3 separate regions of the Mus musculus genome follow, and regions 1 and 2 are each linked to region 3. The links are chromatin contacts, called in public HiCAR-type and HiChIP or PLAC-seq maps. All regions are on one chromosome and are shown on one strand. Each heading gives the region's core, a stretch centred on a gene start, on an enhancer-like site or on the middle of the called end of the contact. The rest is flanking DNA. Distances are from core to core; before and after follow the strand shown. Region 1 holds the start of Plxnd1 (plexin D1). Region 2 holds the start of Zfand4 (zinc finger, AN1-type domain 4). Region 3 holds the start of Irak2 (interleukin-1 receptor-associated kinase 2).

What was found. HiCAR-type assays count read pairs that join an accessible place to other places. HiChIP or PLAC-seq counts read pairs in DNA pulled down with a chosen protein or histone mark.
Region 1: an H3K27ac HiChIP or PLAC-seq map of bone marrow-derived dendritic cells shows a contact between it and region 3, with 10 times the contacts expected there. The contact joins the promoter of Plxnd1 here to the promoter of Irak2 in region 3.
Region 2: a HiCAR-type map of astrocytes shows a contact between it and region 3, with 2.8 times the contacts expected there. The contact joins the promoter of Zfand4 here to the promoter of Irak2 in region 3.

Annotation. Positions count from the first base shown.
Region 1 is chr6:115,993,717-115,996,462 of GRCm38.p6, forward strand. It overlaps Plxnd1 (plexin D1), which reads right to left and starts at 1,289. Exons shown (of 36, transcript NM_026376.3): 1 at 1-1,289. The coding sequence starts at 1,089.
Region 2 is chr6:116,262,921-116,265,801 of GRCm38.p6, forward strand. Zfand4 (zinc finger, AN1-type domain 4) reads left to right here and starts at 1,299. Exons shown (of 10, transcript NM_001309446.1): 1 at 1,299-1,392.
Region 3 is chr6:113,637,019-113,639,741 of GRCm38.p6, forward strand. Irak2 (interleukin-1 receptor-associated kinase 2) reads left to right here and starts at 1,449. Exons shown (of 13, transcript NM_172161.4): 1 at 1,449-1,623. The coding sequence starts at 1,530.

The DNA of each region.
Region 1 (2,746 bases), core at 39-2,538, 2.4 Mb after region 3:
AACCGACACGAGGCGGCTGTAGAGGTCGCCGCGGCCCGCGCCGCCCGCGCACTGCAAGCCCAGTTGGATGTAGGACTCGGTGAGCTTCTTGGCGTCGCCACCCGCGCCGCGGGGCAGGCAGATGCGCGCCAGCAGGCTGCGCGCCTGGCTGTCCTTGTCGCCCGCACGCGCCTCGCTGTTGAGCGCCAGGTACGCGTAGGGCTGCGCGCTGTGCGGTGGCACCGCCGGGTGCAAGAAGGCACGCACGAAGCCCAGCTTGTGCTGCTCCTTGGCGCCCTGCTTGATCTTCAGGATGTTATCGTCCGACGGGTTAAGGTCGAAGGTGAAGAGCTTGGCCAAGTCTCCACGCGCGTCCAGGGAGCGGATAGCGATCTCGGGCGTGTTCTCGAAGCGGTGGTCTTCTAGGCTACGGTTGCGCGGGAAGAAAGCGCTGCCGAAGCCGGTGTACGTGGCGCCCACGAGCAGACGGCTGCCCCCGGTGCCCGAGGTAGGCGGCAGCACCAGTCCCACAGTGGACGCGTTGGGGTGGTTGGCGGCCACGTTGAGCATGCTGGGGAACACGGTGACCGGTTCTGCGGTCGGCGCGGCAGGCGGAAAGCTCACGGCCAGGGCTGAGATGTTGCCCCGGCGCCTCAGCTGGCACAGACCCTGGTAGATGGAGCCGCACGCGACCACCAGACCCTGGCCCGGGTCCAACTGCAGGATTTTGTTGTAGTTGTCCGTGAGGCGCCGCGGGTGCTCGCACGAGGCCTGCGGGAGCTGCGGGGCGTGACACAGCGGGCTGTCCGGCACGGGACCCACGGTCGCCTCGGCTTCCAGGCTCAAGTTGGCACTCGACAGTTGGTACAGGCGGTTCACTGCCGCCAAGTACACGGTGCCCGCCGTGCCGTCCAGGGCGAAGTTGTTGGTGGGCGTGGGCGAGGGGAAACGGCGCTGGATCTCTAGGGCGCCGGCCCGTGCCGCCCCGAGCAGCAGCAGCAGAGGCAGCGGCAGCAGACCAGGGCCCCGCGAGTGAGGGCGCGGACGCAAGGGGACGGCCGCGGCGGCCCGGGCGCTAGGGGGTGCGCCGCCCGCGGCGCGACGAGCCATCCAGGCGAGCGCGGGCTGCGCGGCGCGGCGAGTGCATGGGGCGCGGCGCGGCCGGGAGCCGGGAGCTCGGAGGCGGCGAGAGGCGGGGGGGGGGCCCGGGCCGCGAGGCGCTTCCTGCCCGCGCCTGCCGCCCCCGGCCCCGGCGCCCCGGCCCGACTCTGGCGAGGCGCTCAGCCCGGGGGCGGCTCCGTGGAGACCACGCCCACAGCCCATCTCCCCGCCCCAGCAGCTTGGCCCACGCCCTTTCGCCCCGGGCCACGCCCCCGGCCACGCCTCTGGGCCACGCCCCGCGGTCCGAGGTCACTGGTGGCCGATACCCGGGCAGTCGCAAGTTGCCTGCCTCTTTCCTGGTTCCTGGCCAGCTCCTGGAATGTCTTCCTCTCGCTTGTTTGTTATCCTTCCTCTCTTTCTCCTCGCTCTAGTACCTTCTCTGTTCTGTTTCTGGGCTCCCGTTTGCCTTCCACCGCCTCTCAGAGTTTCGCTCTTTCAATCTCTCGGACTCCCCTACTCCGATCCTGTCAACTCCGCCCCGTGTCTCTCCCGCGTCACTCCCTCTCCCTCATCTGCGTTTCCTTTTTTTTTTTTTTCTTTCTGTTCCCGCTGCTCTCCCTCTCTACTCTTTTCCTCTCCTTGCCCCTAAAGCCCTCCATTTCCCCTCAACCGCCTGCCCCTTCTGGCCACAGTCCCCCTCCCCGCCCCCCCCGCCCCCCCCCCCCCCCGCTCACACCCCCTATGTTCTCCAAGCCTCACTCTAAAGACCAGCCAGACCAGGGACATCAGGCCCCTGGCTAACCTATGGTCTGTTCCCCGAACTGCTCTGTAAAAGGAGTTTGCAAGCAGCAGGCTCCGGGGACAAACTTGACAATCCCACAGCAAAAGTAGGAAACTGTGTTGAGAGGAAGTTCATTCCTCTTGCAAGGGCAGGCTGGGCTGAGCAGAACACCAGACACAGGGCCTTACTTTCTGGATAGAGCCAAACCCCGCAGACCCCCAGGACCTTGCCCTTAGGCCAAGGTTCTGAGAAACCTAAAGTCATTCCACATATGAGCTGGCACTGGGCACCGGACTCCTTTGACCTTCAAAGGAACAGGTAGGCCCTGGGATAAAGGCAAGGAGTCATTTTCCTAAGGTCATAGAAACCCAGGTGATCCTCTCCATAGCATGGGAGTGCCCACATAGGACCACACCAAATGCTAACCTCCTTACAAAGACTCAACCCACTTTCCGTGCATGGAAACTGAGGCCCCAGAAGTAAAGCCCAAAATACACCGCTAAGGGGGAAGGTGGGACACAGACCCATTGTTTGAAGCCACAGTTCCAGCTACAAGTTCTCAGTCAGGGTCTCCTAGCAGCTTGCAGCTGTCACTTGAGGCCTAGTGGCCCTCTCTCAGAGGGTGACCTTGCTCCCACCAGATAGGAAGGAAGGATGGGGAGGGGCTTTCCCTGTGCCTGAAGGGTCAGCAGCAAGGGCTCAGAGCCCAGCCATCCCCATTTCCCTGGCCCCCACCCCAACCTTCCTGTCCCTGTGCCTGCCTGCCGGCTTGCCTGCCATGTTCCAGCCCATTCATGGCCTTGGCTTTGATGGTCAGGAGTGTTCCTTGGCAGGAAATTGGAGACTTATGTCCTGCCTCCACCCCCAACTGAGCACCCAGGGGAC
Region 2 (2,881 bases), core at 49-2,548, 2.6 Mb after region 3:
GGGAACTGTGGTCCTCTGTTGTCTTAATAATGTGCAGAAAGTTTTATTGGAACACAGCCTCCATCATGGCTACATTATCTGGCTACCCCAGTCAGAATTCAGAAGTGACAGGAAATGGGATTTTTTATCTGTAGGCAAAAATTTGCCTCTCATAGCTTTTGTTTCCTCCTTTGTAAATGGTTTCAGTACTAAAATTGCAAGATTGTTGTTGAGAATAGACCTTTTTGTCTGCCCTTTAAAATGGTAGGTTATGACTGGTGATGTATGGTTTGATGAGGTTATGAAATGTTAAGCTAAAAAAATAAAATTTAAGCGCATCCACTGGATGCTAGAGCACGTGAGTGCTGTGAGTGATCACGATGTCCTGCGCAGGCACTGTCCTCCTAGGCTCTGTTCATGTTACCATCATGGCTCTGGCCTCAATAGAGTTGGAAGTTATCAGCCCAGTCATGGGCTGAGTTTAAGAGCAAGAGGCTGACAAAAGGCCTCACCATACCATCTACCTCAGTCCCGAGGAGTTGAAACTGTGGAGACTAGTGGCTCAGGTCTCGGAGGATAATGAGAGGGTGGGAGAAGACTGATCAGGGCCAGGGTTCTTTTGCAAGTTGACTATGAGGGAGCGCTTTCATGGTCCTCTGCAGTCCTCCTGGTAAAACACTTGAGTTGAACCTCCTATGAAGGAACCGAAGCAGCAGGGGCCCAACCTAGTTGGAAGGCATGTGTAGTCAGAAAGCCAGTCAGTTTATATCCCACTTCAGCTCGGTGCACAGCAAAAGTAGGACGGGATCTGAGCTCAGGTTGAGACTGTTTGACCTATAATCTTCAAATAGTTGCTCAAATGCAAAAGGCATATAGAAATGTTCCCATTTTACAGATGACACAACTGAGTCAGAAATGTTAGGAGAACGTGGAGTACAAGAAAAGGGTGACTAGCATGGACATCCTTTTAAGTGTCCTAGGCCATGAGTAAATAACAAATGCCAAAGACCCTCCTATCCCCAAAGAACCTTAGAAGTGCCCCAGCCACTCTGGTGCCGGCTCTTCCCAGACGCTGTGCCCCGTCTCCAGTCTCCTACCCTGCCCTAGACGGGTCCTGCAACCAGTTATAAAGAGTCAACATACGGGCCAGTTCTAACCGACAACCCTTCCTGAAAGCCCGTGCGACCCCGGCGTCCGAGCAACCGCCAGCCGCGGAAGACTAGGCCCCGCCCCTCGCGAGCTGATTGGAGGGCGTCGGCAGCGCTGATCGGCGATTGGTGAGCGGTGTCACAAAGGGCGGGACCGGAGCTTCGCGGGCCAGCGTAGGCCGGCGTCTCGGGCGCGCGAACTCCTATCCGCCTGCGGGCAGGCGAGCGAGCGAGCGGGCGGACGCGACCACCGGAGGGCGAGCGGGTGAGGGGCGCGGCGGGGCGGGGCGCGGCGCGGCCCGGAGGGAGGGCGGGTGGTGGAAGGGCCTGCTGCGTCTTCGCTGCCCCGGTGCGCCCGCCTCAGCTGCAGCCTGGTCACACCCGTGCTTCTCTGCCTACGGACTCACGGACAAATTGGTCGTACCCGTGGCTCGGGGTGCTGCTGACCCGACTTTGGGTCTGAGTGTGGTCCCTGCTGGTTGTGGCCCCAGGGCAGCACCCCCGCACTTGTGCATCGCTCCTAGGCCAGAGTGTGGTTCTAATCTGTAGCTCGATTTTCACACATCTGTAAAAGGACAAGAGTCACCTTTTTAAAAGGCTGCAACATATTGTGGGTATATTTATGTTGGGGGGAAAAATTAAAAACTAACTCGTCGTGTGACTAAGTTCCTGTGGACGAGAAGGAAGCAAAGGCCAAGGTACTGAAATTACCCCTTGAGTGCAGTTATTGCCGCTTTTGTTGGTTGGTTTTAGACATTTCAAAAGATGAAAGAAATGTTGGAAATTCACTTTGATTTTTCTCTAACAGTTTTCAAGATAAATTAGCAATTTAATCATCGTTTTATTTACTTATATTATTAAACATCACTATACGTTTTTATTGTCAATTGGTTTTCCAGTGCTCATTCATGCATACCACGGGCCACTTTGAGGATGCTTGCAGGCCTCAATGGACCCAGTTTTAGTACGCTAGGTCATTGGCCCACTTGAGCTTCCACTAGGCCATGTAATATTCTGCTGTGGTTTAGCCGGCCAGCACAACCTTTTGTCTTGTTACATTAATTTCCTTTGCTGAGAAGTATGACACAGCCGGGCGTGGTGGCGCACACCTTTAATCCCAGCACTCGGGAGGCAGAGGCAGGCGGATTTCTGAGTTCGAGGCCAGCCTGGTCTACAAAGTGAGTTCCAGGACAGCCAGGGCTGGACAGCCAGGGCTATACAGAGAAACCCTGTCTCGAAAAAAACAAAAACAAAAACCCAACCAACCAACCAAACAAAAAAGTATGCAACACAATTGCTTTCAGATATGGTCACCACCCTCGGTTCTTTTTGTGTATTGGAAATTATGCCACTAACTGGGACCAAACTTCATTTGGGAGTTCTTGTACCACTGATGATGCACCTACTGCTGTGCTGATTTTCTTCTACTTATAGGCACGTTAGTCTCATTTCAGATCTGTGCATTGAAGGATTACATGTTGCCTATGCGTATTTCACTATAATGCTGTTTTTTTTTTCTTTTTCTTCTTATAATGCTGTTGTTTTGTTTTGTTTTTGTGAAATTGCAGATTGAGCCCAGGGCCTAATATGTGCTAGGAAATACCCTATCACCTGGCTTCACATTTACCATGAGTGATGTAAGAGTGAGTAGTGAAATACAAACAGTACCACTGTTGCGTAGTGTACTCTTGCAGCTCTGACCCACAGTACTGGGAGCACAGTCCTTGTGTTGCTGCTGTTGTTTGTTTCTCATT
Region 3 (2,723 bases), core at 199-2,698:
TGGCACACGCCTTTCATCTCGGCAATCGGGAGGCAGAGACAAGTGGATCTCTGTGAGTTCAAGGTCAACCTGGTCCACACCCAGAGCTACACAGAAAATAAATTTAAAATGAGCCTTTTGTTTTTGTTTTGTTTTTCAAGACAGCCACCGAGGGCTAAAATGAACTTCTTTAAGTTTTTAAATTTATTTTACTTTGTGTGTACAAGTGTTTTGACTGCATGTATGTCTATACACCATGTGCATGCCTGGTCCCCAAGGACGTCAGAAGGTATCGGATCCCTTGGAACTAGAGATAGGGATTCTTGTGAGCTGCCACGTTGGTGTTAGGAACTGCTTTTCCAAAAGTAGTAAGGGCTCTCAACCACTGAACCACTTCTCCACCCCACCTCCTCAAATAGGAACTTTTTTTAAAAAAAAGATTTATTTATTTATTATATACAAGTACACTGTAGCTGTCTTCAGACACCCCAGAAGAGGGCATCAGATCTCATTACAGATGGTTGTGAGCCATGTGGTTGCTGGGATTTGAACTCAGGACTTCTGGAAGCACAGTGCTCTTAAATGCTGAGCCATCTCTCCAGCCCGAAATATGAATTTTTTTATTGACATGAAAACTATTTGTTATTGCCTTTTATTATTGTTTTTTTTTTTTTTCCGAGATAGGTTTCTCTGTGTAGCCCTGGCTGTTCTGGAACTCATTCTGTAGACCAGGCTGGCCACCAACTCAGAGATCCTACTGCCTCTGCCTCCTGAATGCTAGGATTAAATATGTTCACCACCAACTGCGAGTTTACTTTTTTTTTTTTTTTTTTTTGATTTTTCGAGACAGGGTTTGTCTATGTAGCCCTGGCTGTCCTAGAACTCACTTTGTAGACCAGGCTGGCCTCGAACTCAGAAATCCGCCTGCCTCTGCCTTCCGAGTGTTGGGATTAAAGGCGTGCGCCACCACGCCCGGCGCGAGTTTACTTTTTAATTTAAAAAAGTCTCACTTTGTAGTCCCTTTGGCCTGCCTTGGAACTCAGTGTGTGTGCAACCAGACTGGCTTCGAACTTGTGACTGTCCTCCAGCCTAAGAGCTGAGGTTACAGGTGTGTCACCTACCCAGATCACTTTTAAATTGTTCAGCACAAGGTTTGATTCGTTCCTTCTGTCCACACTGAAGGCAAAATCTCTTGGTTTTCTCCGCTTAAGTCTCTCCAGTACCTGTTATATGAGCGCATTTTAGGAGGCTGTGGAGGTCAAGTTAGCCAGCCTCAGGGAGTGCTTTGGAACTCTGGATTGTAGGATGCCTTTCCCAGGCCCTTGGTCTACTCCTGACACTGGTCCAGGGGTCGGGTGGCATGTGCTACTGAATGCCACTGGGAGGCGCTCGCTTGCCCGCTCTCGGCCATAGCTTGGGTGGAGCGTGACACCGCGCTTGGCCGCTCGGGGGAGCTTGCTCGCTTACCCAGTGGGGCCGCGGGCAGCGCCGCCCTTTACTAGGGAAGTCGCGGCCCTCCGCCACAGGCTCAGTCGCCAGGCAGTCTCGCCATGGCTTGCTACATCTACCAGCTGCCGTCCTGGGTGCTGGACGACCTGTGCCGCAATATCGACACGCTCAGTGAGTGGGACTGGATGCAGTTCGGTGAGTGACACTACTTACTCTGAGCCAGGACCCGAGATAGACAGACAGATCCACGCCCCCCCACCCCCACCCCGCCCCGTGTTACCTGAGGCCGGGGATTCCTGTGTAGAACGCTGCTGCTTTGCTTTACTTTGCAGAACGAGCTGGAGCTGCCTATGAAGTTGCTTATAGCCTAGGGTGGTCTGCTCACTATGTAGCTTCTTGGCGAGTTTTGGCTGTCTGTATGCTTGTAGAGCTGTTACCAGGGCTGTGATCTACCTTGCAGCCTGTGGTATCTGGGGCCACCCTCCTAACTTCCCTGAAACTTGCCTTAATCTATAAACTGCAGCTGACAAGGGTAGATTCTTTATACAGTTGTAAAAATAAAATAGTGTCAACCGGGCAGTGGTGGCGCACGACTTTAATCCCAGCACTTGGGAAGCAGAGACAGGTGGATTTCTGAGTTCGAGGCCAGCCTGGTCTACAGAGTGAGTTCCAGGACAGCCAGGGCTAAACAGAGAAACCCTGTCTCAAAAGACCAAAATAAATAAATAAATAAAATAAAATAAAATAAAATAGTGTCAAAGAATGTACCTTCCCTACCTTAGTGTCGTCATTCTGTGGCATATTTTCCATTCTTATTATTTTGAGACAGGGTCACCCAGTGTAGCCCTGGTACTTGCTTTGTAGATCAGGCTGGCCTGGAACTAACAGAGCTCTACCTGCCTCTCCTGCTGGAATACTGAGTTAAAGGTGTAGTCCACCATTCCTGGCTAGTCATTTATTTTTCTGCAGTGAGGGAACTTTGATCCTAGGGCCTCGTGCCTGTTAGAAAAGTCACACTACCACTGAGCCATAGTCCAGGTGACGTTCTTGGACTTTTGAGACCTGTTTTTCGTTTGTTTGTTTGTTTGTTGTTGTGTTTTTTAATGTAGCCCATGTTGCCTTGGAATTTGTCATTGTCCTGTCTCAGCCTCCTAAGTGTGGGATTATAAATTTGAATCTCTTGTATTTGTGGGGTAGGGGGTGGGGTGGGAAGGAATAAGGGGCTCATGTAGCTCAGGCTAGCCTTGGATGCCCTGGAACTTCTGACCCTCTCACTTCCATTTTGGAATACTGGG